2 separate regions of the Astyanax mexicanus genome follow, and region 2 is linked to region 1. The links are chromatin contacts, called in public Hi-C maps. All regions are on one chromosome and are shown on one strand. Each heading gives the region's core, a stretch centred on a gene start, on an enhancer-like site or on the middle of the called end of the contact. The rest is flanking DNA. Distances are from core to core; before and after follow the strand shown. Region 1 holds the start of lpgat1 (lysophosphatidylglycerol acyltransferase 1). Region 2 overlaps lpgat1 (lysophosphatidylglycerol acyltransferase 1).

The links. Hi-C and Micro-C count contacts between places; a contact is called where the count stands out from the background.
Region 2: a Hi-C map of muscle shows a contact between it and region 1, with 12 times the contacts expected there. The contact joins the enhancer-like site here to the promoter of lpgat1 in region 1. A contact is called at or near these places in 3 of 3 Hi-C or Micro-C datasets (blood and muscle).

What each region holds. Positions count from the first base shown.
Region 1 is chr1:86,026,971-86,031,629 of AstMex3_surface, forward strand. lpgat1 (lysophosphatidylglycerol acyltransferase 1) reads left to right here and starts at 1,323. Exons shown (of 8, transcript XM_049485057.1): 1 at 1,323-1,926.
Region 2 is chr1:86,080,460-86,085,700 of AstMex3_surface, forward strand. All of the region lies in intron 6 of lpgat1 (lysophosphatidylglycerol acyltransferase 1), which reads left to right. Among protein-coding and RNA genes, the nearest start is that of nek2, 12 kb to the right of the region's middle. Within about 2 kb of position 2,627, the one cell type or tissue checked has an H3K27ac peak away from gene starts, as active enhancers do.

The DNA.
Region 1 (4,659 bases), core at 73-2,572:
AATATGTATATCTTATTTTATCTGTAGAGCTTGTATTGTGTTCTTGCAGTGTAGACATTTAAAATATGAACTAATATTATATATATAATTTGAAGGGGGCACCTTTCACCTAAAAGCATTGTGAGTGTAAAACCATATAAACTTTAAATGTACATTAATTTAAGGTCAGAATTACAAAACTACTTAAATAAAGGTTGTGTAATGGTTGTTTTTTAATCATCAGCTTTAAATGATATGCATTACATATGTGCCATTAATAAAGAAATACTTTTTTTTGTTATTATTTGTTTGACCTCCTCAATCATAGTTACAATAAGATTAAATATACAGAAAAACAAATGAGGTAACCTAATTTCGGTCTTTTGAAGAACCAAATGTGAGTTGTAGGAATGAGTGAAATTAAGGGACACAACTAAAATGTGTATTTTAAATGAACTAAACATTATGGATTTATTATTTATATATATATATATATATATATATATATATATATATATATATATATATATATATATATATATATATATATATATATATTTTTTTTTTTTTTTAAGCATAAATATGATTTGGAGTCACACACACCAATGCAAAAAATAAACATCTCTGAAAGATTTTAATTATGGACTTTAAAAAGAATTTAATAATTAGAATGTATATTTAATGTATATTTATCCAGTTTTTTTAAGGATTTTAAAAAGGATTTAATAATTTAATAATATTTTATGGTAAAATGTATAGGTATCCAGGTTTTTTAAGGATTTTAAAAAGGATTTAATAATTTAATAATATTTTATGGTAAAATGTATAGTTATCCAGGTATTTTTTAAGGATTTTAAAAAGGATTTAATAATTTAATAATATTTTATGGTAAAATGTATAGTTATCCAGGTATTTTTTAAGGATTTTAAAAAGGATTTAATAATTTAATAATATTTTCTGGTAAAATATATAGTTATCCATGTATTTTTTAAGGATTTTAAAAATGATTTAATAATATTTTATGGTAAAATATATGGTTATCCAGGTATTTTTTAAGGATTTTAAAAAGGATTTAATAATTTAATAATATTTTATGGTAAAATATATAGTTATCGAGGTATTTTTTCTGTTAAAAGCTAGTTACAAGGTATTGCAGTTAAAGATGCATGCTGTGTACAGGTATTACAAACAAATAAATAAATAAAGTACTATATGTGCCCTTTCTCTGTTCGTGACTAACCCTGACACGGGCCCTTTAACACCCGGGCCGGTGTGTCCCGGTCAGCGCGGGCCGGTTGGTGGCGCTGCTCGGCTGCCTGAGCGCGGAAGCTGCGCGGTGTCTTTCCGCTGAGCTCCGGCTCTCGCTGCACTGAAAGCCCAGCCAGCAGCTCCTCCACACGGCCCGGGACCAGCAGCCTACTCGCCCAGCCTACCCAGCCAGCCTCCTGCACTCCACCCTCCCCGCGGACTCGTCTTTCTGGGGATTTTTCTGATCTATTTCTTTCCATCATCTTCTTCTCTTCCTACTGGAGTACCGTTACGAGTTTCCACCAGCGGATCGGATCCTCCTCCTCCAGCAGCAGCAGCAGCAGCAGCTCCATAACCACCATCAACTTCGAGGCCAAACGCGGGGTTTAGCGGCTGTACAGTTCCTGCTGATGATCATCCGCTGAATTAACTACTGGTATCGCTGGCTGTATATCAGTAATAGTAATAGCTAGTCTGAATAACTGGCATTGTTATTATTCATAGCAGCATCATGTTGCTGTAACTTCGCTCCCAGCCAATGCATCATCTCAGAGCGGCGCGGAGATCATGATCATGATTTAGGGCTTTTGGATTCATCCTGATCTCCATGTGACTTTGACATCGGGCCCGCCTGTCTGCCCGCCTGCCTGCCAGCTCTTCCCCCGGCTGGCTGCTCTTCGTCGTCCGGCATATTGCACGGTGAGAGCCGCAAATGGCAGCACTTCATGAGCTTGAAGTTGTTTCCTTCTTTGATTCATCCGTTCCACCTTAAATGGTGCAGCAGATACACTCGGGCGCCCATGGCGTCCGAGTATAACTGCTGCACCATTTAAGGTGGAACGGATGAATCGAGAAAGGAGACAACTTCATCTTGGTTAGCACTCCTCTATCACTAACCCAGTTAGAAAGCTAGCTACAATAGCACGTCTAAAATATTTTTTATACATTATTCACATATTTGTGATCACCTTTGACTTCTGTGTTTCGTAAACACGTGTGTTTGTGGCAAACGAGACTCGAGAGGGCGGGCTGCGTCCTAAACCGCTATACGCTGTTTAGGTTACGTTATTGCCCAAAACACACAGGGAAACACACCTCCATTAGGAACGCCATTGATCTGTATGTGTACTAGATATAACGTTAGTGGTAACTAGCTAAGCTAGCTAACCTATGTAGCTGTGTGGGATTTGGACGCAGCCTGAGTTGTTGTAGGTTAATTGCCATCATCATCACCATCTGTCACCTTGAGCTGGGCTGGCAGCTTTCTTAGTTCATTTTAAGCTTAATTTGGAGGTTAAACGATGTGTCCTCGCCAGTCTTAACTCTCTCACACACTCATTCACTCACTCTCTCTCTATATGTGTGCACTGTCTTTAGCTATATTTTCTTTGGTGCTTGAGCAATTTTGCACCTAGTACTGCGTGGTACTTTTTGTTCCTCCATATTTTAACCTCACAAACGGTTTGAGGGGAATCAGCTATATAACTAGAGTTTAGTCTGGGTTGGTTGACTGAGGCATGTGTTCCCTAGACCTCAATGTGTAGGACATGGGGTGAGTGGGTGGGGGTGTTAGTAGGGGTGTTGTGTCGAGTTGTGCTACCTTGTCAAACCGTGCTACCCTAGTAGTATATTTAACTTCAGAATTGCAAAAGAAGGATCATATTAGAGCAAGTTCTCAGAGGACGTCTGTGTAAATCTTTGGAGAGCACAAGTCACTGTATCATTGTACAGTTTGTTGTTGTGGCAGTGAGAGGTCATTACGAACTACTTTTGTATTTTGTTTTTAACAATAATTGTTGTATTTATTATTATTAATATTAATTTTCATTTGCACGTTTGTGCAATGACAATAAGGCCATGTTGTCATATGCACAAAACAGAAAGAAAAATGTATTTAAAAAAAAAAATCTGGAAAAATAATTAATAACTGTAGGTCAGCGCATGCGCAGTGCCTTTAGGAAGCACATATCGATGGGTAGCGTAACCCGACGGAACAGGGGGTCACTACTGAAAGCCCCTGTTTAACTAACTAGTTAGCGAGGTTAGCTAACCTTAACTTACCTTACCTAACATAGCAATGTGGTGAATTCCAGTAAATGTTGGCTCCAAGTTTTACTATCTAATCTCCCACTTTTAAGTCTTAAACACCGAGCAGACAGACCCCCTTATCTGTTTGGCTAACGGTAGCAGTTAGCTGAGTCTGGCTAACACAACTGTTTAACTTCTTCTGCTCGGCTAGCTGTAAAGATTGTGTTTTTCAAGGGACAGCCCGTGTCACTTCGTGTTCTCACCTACAAAGGCTACATTTTGCGGATTAAAAGCTAAATAATGTGTCTGGTAAAGTCATAATAAGTTTAAATCGATAATCCTACGTTTAATCATAACATTAACCTGCTAGCTAGCTAGCTAGCCCAGGGGCTGTATCAGACTCTTATCATTCACGTAGAGGCTACGTTATCGTTAGCATGTCAGGCTAACCTAACGTTTGCGCTCCAAATAACGCCTTCTTTCAAAGGTTTCTAGCTTAGCTAGGTTAGTTAGTTAGGTTAACTTAACTAACTGGATGACATACTGCATTAATGTCTTTAAAATAATAAAATGTACAATATATACAGACTGTCTAAATGTTAGGCATGTTTGCTGGCTATGTGAACGGTTATATGTAGGTTAGGTTAGCTAGTTAGCTAACTAGCTTCCTTCATTAAGCTCACCTAAACCGTTAGCTTAAATCTGTTGAAGATGCTAAATCTGATGGCAAATATTAAAAGTTTGGTTCTTGACCAGCACCGGCTACGTTTTGTTGGAGTTTGATGGTTTGGCTGTGGTTTAAACATACAGCTCTAGAAAAAAGGAGAGACCACTTCAGTTTCTGAATCAGTTTCTCTGATTTTGCTATTTATAGGTATATGTTTGAGTTAAATCAACATTGTTGTTTTATTCTATAAACTACAGACAACATTTCTCCCAAATTCCCAAATATTGTCATTTAGAGCATTTATTTGCAGAAAATGAGAAATGGCTGAAATAACAAAAAGATGCAGCTTTCAGATCTCATATAATGCAAAGAAAACAAGTTCATATTCGTAAATCTTTAAGAGTTCAGTAATCAATAAAAAAAGTTTTTTAATCACAGTTTTCATGCATCTTGGCATGTTCCTCCACCAGTCTTACACACTGCTTTTGAATAATTTTATGCCACACCTGGTGCAAAATTCAAGCAGTTCAGCATGGTTTCATGGCTTGTGATCACCCATCTTTCTCTTGATTATATTCCAGAGGTTTTCAATTTGTTAAAATCAAAGTTACTCATCATTTTTAAATGGTCTCTTTTTTTTTTCCAGAGCTGTATCTAACCTGATTAAGCTGGCTGACTAGCTAATTTAAACAAGTTGGTCTATCAGCCTGACCAGCATGACTAAAACATCAAATCCA
Region 2 (5,241 bases), core at 1,377-3,876, 55 kb after region 1:
CCATGCTAAACTTCAGAAATATACACTAGTCCAGAACACAGGACCTTCTTTCTGTATATACTTTCTTGCTCCCACCCCAAACAGCTTTGACCAATAAACAGAGAGAATGTTCTCACATGTGACACACTTGTTGTGACCCACTTCGTCTTTTCATTGTGCAAAACAAACCAAATTCAATAACTTATTAACTTAACTCACTGCCTTACGTTTATAATAGTGAGAAAAGACAGGAAACAGTCATGAGCTCTTGCACTTTGATTGCCACAAAAAATCTTGTCATAAATATTACAAATAGCTTATTGTTTGGAGGTTATTGCATGAGAACATGCCACATATAATAAACACCAATAACCAACTGTTAATTATCTACCAGAGGATCATAATGATAATAAAGGTATGAGCCTGTCTGCAATGGCCATCCATTTATTGAGGAAGTAATGTGTGAATCATCTGTTAGTATTAAACCTGTTATTTACCATTTAGCACATAAAAAAGGATGAACAGTGCAATTGATACACAGTTCATAAGAAATTCTCAGCGTGAAAACAAACCTGTTATATTGCCTTCTCCACCTAAATGAGTCCAGACAGGTGTGGAAAATTGTGCAGGAGATGTTCAAGGAGTTTTTGGGCCTTGAGTTACTGATAATCGTTCAAATAAATATATATGATTAGTGCCTAACATCAGAGGAGATGTAGTAAGAAAAGGTTACAAGTCCATTATAGGTTGAGGGTGGCTGTTACATGTGTAAGTTACAGTGTTTTTGTCCAGCCCTACTTTAAGCTGAAGATGAGTTTCGGTTGTCCTTGTGTCTGGTCTTCTCCCATTGATGTTAATTTCCATCTTGCTTATCTGTTGTTCACTGGACCTCTCTCCATCCATTAACTCTCCATCTTCTTCCTGAATTTCCATATTTCTGCAGCCCATTATAGAAGCATTCCATTAGTACTGCAGTGGATGCCAGAATCTGCCTCAGCTTTCACATTAACTGCTCAAGTGCATGTTGGGCATCTTCATGTCATGGAACAGGAGGGATGTGGCTGTTTATGCTCATATGCATTCTATTAATACTTAATTAGAGAGGCATTAGGAGGCCTTAAACTTTGACATGTGCAGCTAGCTGGCCTAGGGCTGTACAGTATACTGATGTATCAGTAAGTTATTAGGAGTGTAACAATACACTCAGTCCATGATTCGATTTAATTTAGTATGCAGGGTTCATAATTTGATATTGCTATCATATTTTGAAATTACAAAAGTGCAAATAGGGCTGAAACAGAACAAATTAAAATGTTGAAAAGGCATGAAACTAAAATACCAACCATTTAAATATTTCACACAACCCACAAAATGAATTCAGGATACCAGAAATCTCATGGCATGTAAGTGCAAACAGAACTAAAATAGAGCAAATTTAAATATAAAAATTGCACAAAAAGTAAAATAGTTACCAATTAAATGATACACTAAGTCTACTGTAGGGGTAGGCAATTTGACCCTAAAATAATATCGCGATATTTCATGATATTTTCAAAATAACAATACTCTTGGCAGTATGACAAAACACAATTAGAAGAAAAAAAATTCAAGAATACACTACTGCAACAAAATGAATATTAAATTATATTACAGCATTCAGTATGATATGGCACACCCCTAACTGAGATATTAAAAAATACGAGAATTTTTTCAGATTTGTAACAGAAGTCAGTTATCCAGAATATCATTGAAAAATGTTAGTGATATTATTGTGTAAGTTACGATATGGCATACTCCTAGTCTACAGTTCAATTCTATTCAGCATACAGGGTTTACTGTTTGATATTCTCATTATATGAGAATAAATTAAGTTCAAATATAGCTGAAATAAAGCAAATTAAATATACAAATAAAATGAATAAAATAGTAAACATTTGAACAGTGTTCTAAATCCACAATTCAAATCACGGAACAGGATTCAGTATTTGATATTTTCTTTATATTTTGATCAAGGTGTACATTACGAAAATGCAGATTATATCAAAATGAAATAAAAGTAAAATAGTGAATATTTAAGCAGTAAAACATCACAAATCTGATTAATTAAAAGCCAGACAGAACAGATCAGTCTTAACCCTAATCTAAAATGTGTAGAGAATGCAGAGAGCCCTCAGATCATCAGGAAGGGAGTTGTGAAGATTAGGGCCGTTATAGGAACAGTTGGAAAACTTCTGCTGGCTGATCTGAGGGCTCTTGAATGTAGCAGCCGTGTGTTGGCAGGGGTGTCCGAAGGTTTTACAGATTGGAGCAGACAGGAGTGACACATGGTTAAAGTGGGTGAGTGTGAAATATAAAAAATGTTGCCCACATAGACCTCCTATTTTTTAGAGCTTATAAACATCTGTTTGTTTTAATTTATTTGATTTATTGATTTATTGTTGTTTGGGTTGGAGGGGTATTTTGGGGGATAATAAGGAGCAGGGAAGTATTTCCACACCCCTGATTTAAATATTGTGACGTAAGATCTTTGCCATATTGCCCCCTAAATCGCTGTGTTTCCACTGCAGTGTGGATGATGGCAGTCTGTCTCTGTGATGCTGCGGTGGATGAGCTGGCCTGTGTCCTGTTAAGTGGAGCTTGTGTCATTATTGCGTTGGTGTGTGTGGACGTGTGTGAGCGCTGGGTTTGTTCTTCAGAGGAGAGCGAGTAACCTCTAGGCTTGTTTGAAGGTGATTTCAGGGGGTGTGTGTGTGTGTGTGTGTGTGTGTTTGTGTGTCAGAGCCGACTCAATGGGGACATCTGCTGGAAGACACTGTGCTGAATACACACAGCTACAGTGGGCTGTGGGTTTAAATCAGGACTAACGGTGGTCTCCAGATGTGTGCTTAGCTCTGCAGTCAGACAACATTCAAAAATAAGCTTTAGGCCAGATTTTAACATTACTGGCAGTAGTCTCGGGAAAAATCTATTATTCTTATTAATATACATGTTAATATTTTCTTTGTCAGTTTCTGAATAACTTTACAAGTTTATGCCAGTTTGTCAGAGCAAAGGTCACAAGCTTCTGCTCTCTATAAACACTTTATTCTAAAAGAACTACGAGCTTCTAAAAGACACTGACTATTTTAGCTCATTTGATTATTAGGAGAAAAAAATGAATATATTTAACTACATTCCTGTCTGTAAAATTCAGTACATTAATAGGAATTCTGTCTAAAATGTGCACAAAATTACATATGTAAGTTCTGTTTACTAAATATCTTTACTTATTTACACTTTAACAATTCTCCAGGTTTTTGTATATCAACACTATCTTGCACAATATTTAGCCATCTTAAGTCATCAGATTTGTTACCAATTTATGTTACCAAGTTTATTAAACTACTTTAGCAGAAGCAGTTTTGTGTACACAACCATTCATTTTTCATGCAGATTATGTTAGCTTGATCAAGTTGAACCCAGCTACTGGGTAGTGCTGGATGATATGACCTTAAGTCATATATGACAATATAATATTGGATGCTCCAAAAAAACAGGCGCACAGGATTATAAGGCGAACTATCAATTTTCTGGTCTTATTTCACACACAAGGCGCACAAGATTATAAAGTGCATTATTTTTAAAGTCAAACGACTTTTGGATGTTAATCTACACACATTTCTCTCATGAGTACTGTTTGTTTGGGTGGTTAAAGTGCTTCCTTTTATCTTCAGTAAGCCTAAATTTCCAGATTTCCACTTAGGCTAGCCAGACTGCGCTACAATGAGCAACCCTGAGTGTTCCGATAAAAGCTAGCGGTTTGTCCACATAGCTTGTTGTAATATTGGAAATGGGGAGACTACAAGCCAATAGTACTCACCTCTGTATGGCAAAAGAGCTAACTAGTGCTTAGCGGGTAGTGCTAATGCTACTCCAGTAGTGCTAGAAGCAGGCTACAGGTTGATAATAATCACCTGGCAGAAGAGTAGCAAAAGAGCTAGCGCGGTTAGCGGCTAATGCTAGTACTGTTCCTTTTTGGAATCTCGGTGCTGGAAAACTAAACTATAGAACTAAAATATAACGCTGTACTTCTGCAGAGAGGCCTTACTGCTCCTTACAACCTGACTGGTAAAATTCATACATAAGGTGCCGTATAGTGCGAACAATACGGTTCCTATGAGGCACATTGTGGGGTTTTTTTTATACACCCCAGCAGTCTATAAAGGTATTACTATAATATTTACAATATTGGTAATTCTCCATGTATTACCTAAGCATTTTAGTAGCGCAAGGCTCTCCCGCCCTGCTCCTGGAAAGCTACCGTGCAGCAGATTTTAGCACTTATCACTAATCAATCCCACCTGATCATCTAATTGATCATCTAATAATAACTGCTACTAGGAGAGCTTGTTAGATTTGGGATGGGGGTGTAACCTTCAAGCCGATAGCTCTCCAGCAGCAGAGTTTGTGATCTCTAGTGAAGTATATACAGAGCAGTAGTATACACACATACAAATATTTTCTTCATGACAAGCCTTGTTTTTAAGTAGAACAGCGTGTATTAATTGCAGTATGTGTCTGTGTTAATCCATGTTTCTATCACTTGCCGCAGAAAGGCCAGCGATTTTTGTCGGGCTGGGAAACAGCAGTGATTTGTTACAGTGCTTTCAAACACACTTACAGGAAACAGCCGATATTCGTCTGCATTGAGTAAACAGACGCTAGAGCATGCATTCATTTCATTAGCGTCATACAGAGAGCATTCAATCACTCGCAGGACCGTGATTAAGGTCTTTGCTTGTTCAAATTACAGAGAGGGAATGACTTACTGATTTATGTTTATGTTTTAAGTTCATGCTGGCCCTTCCTTTGTTTCATAACTTATTTCTAGAATAATATGCATACAGTGATTCATACATATATACATATGAATCCAGTTGTTATTTTTTCTATAGAATAATAAATGCAATCACTTTCTTTTATTTAAAAGTGGTGCAGAGTGTTAGCTGTACAAGAGGGCAAAATCATTACAATCAAGAAAAAAAAATGTACATTTACTTTATTTTGATGTACATGGTATAAAAGCATCACATCAACCTGCAACATGAAATGACCAGTGATCTCTGAAAAAGAGGCGGGCATCAGCAGTGATGGGGGGGGGGAATTCCTAATGAGCGGGTCAGGTAATTGGTTGTGTAAATTGGGGAGAAAATGGGAAAAAAATTGAAATAAAATATAAGACCCAAAAAAAAAACATTGATTATCTTTAACTACAGTGGTATC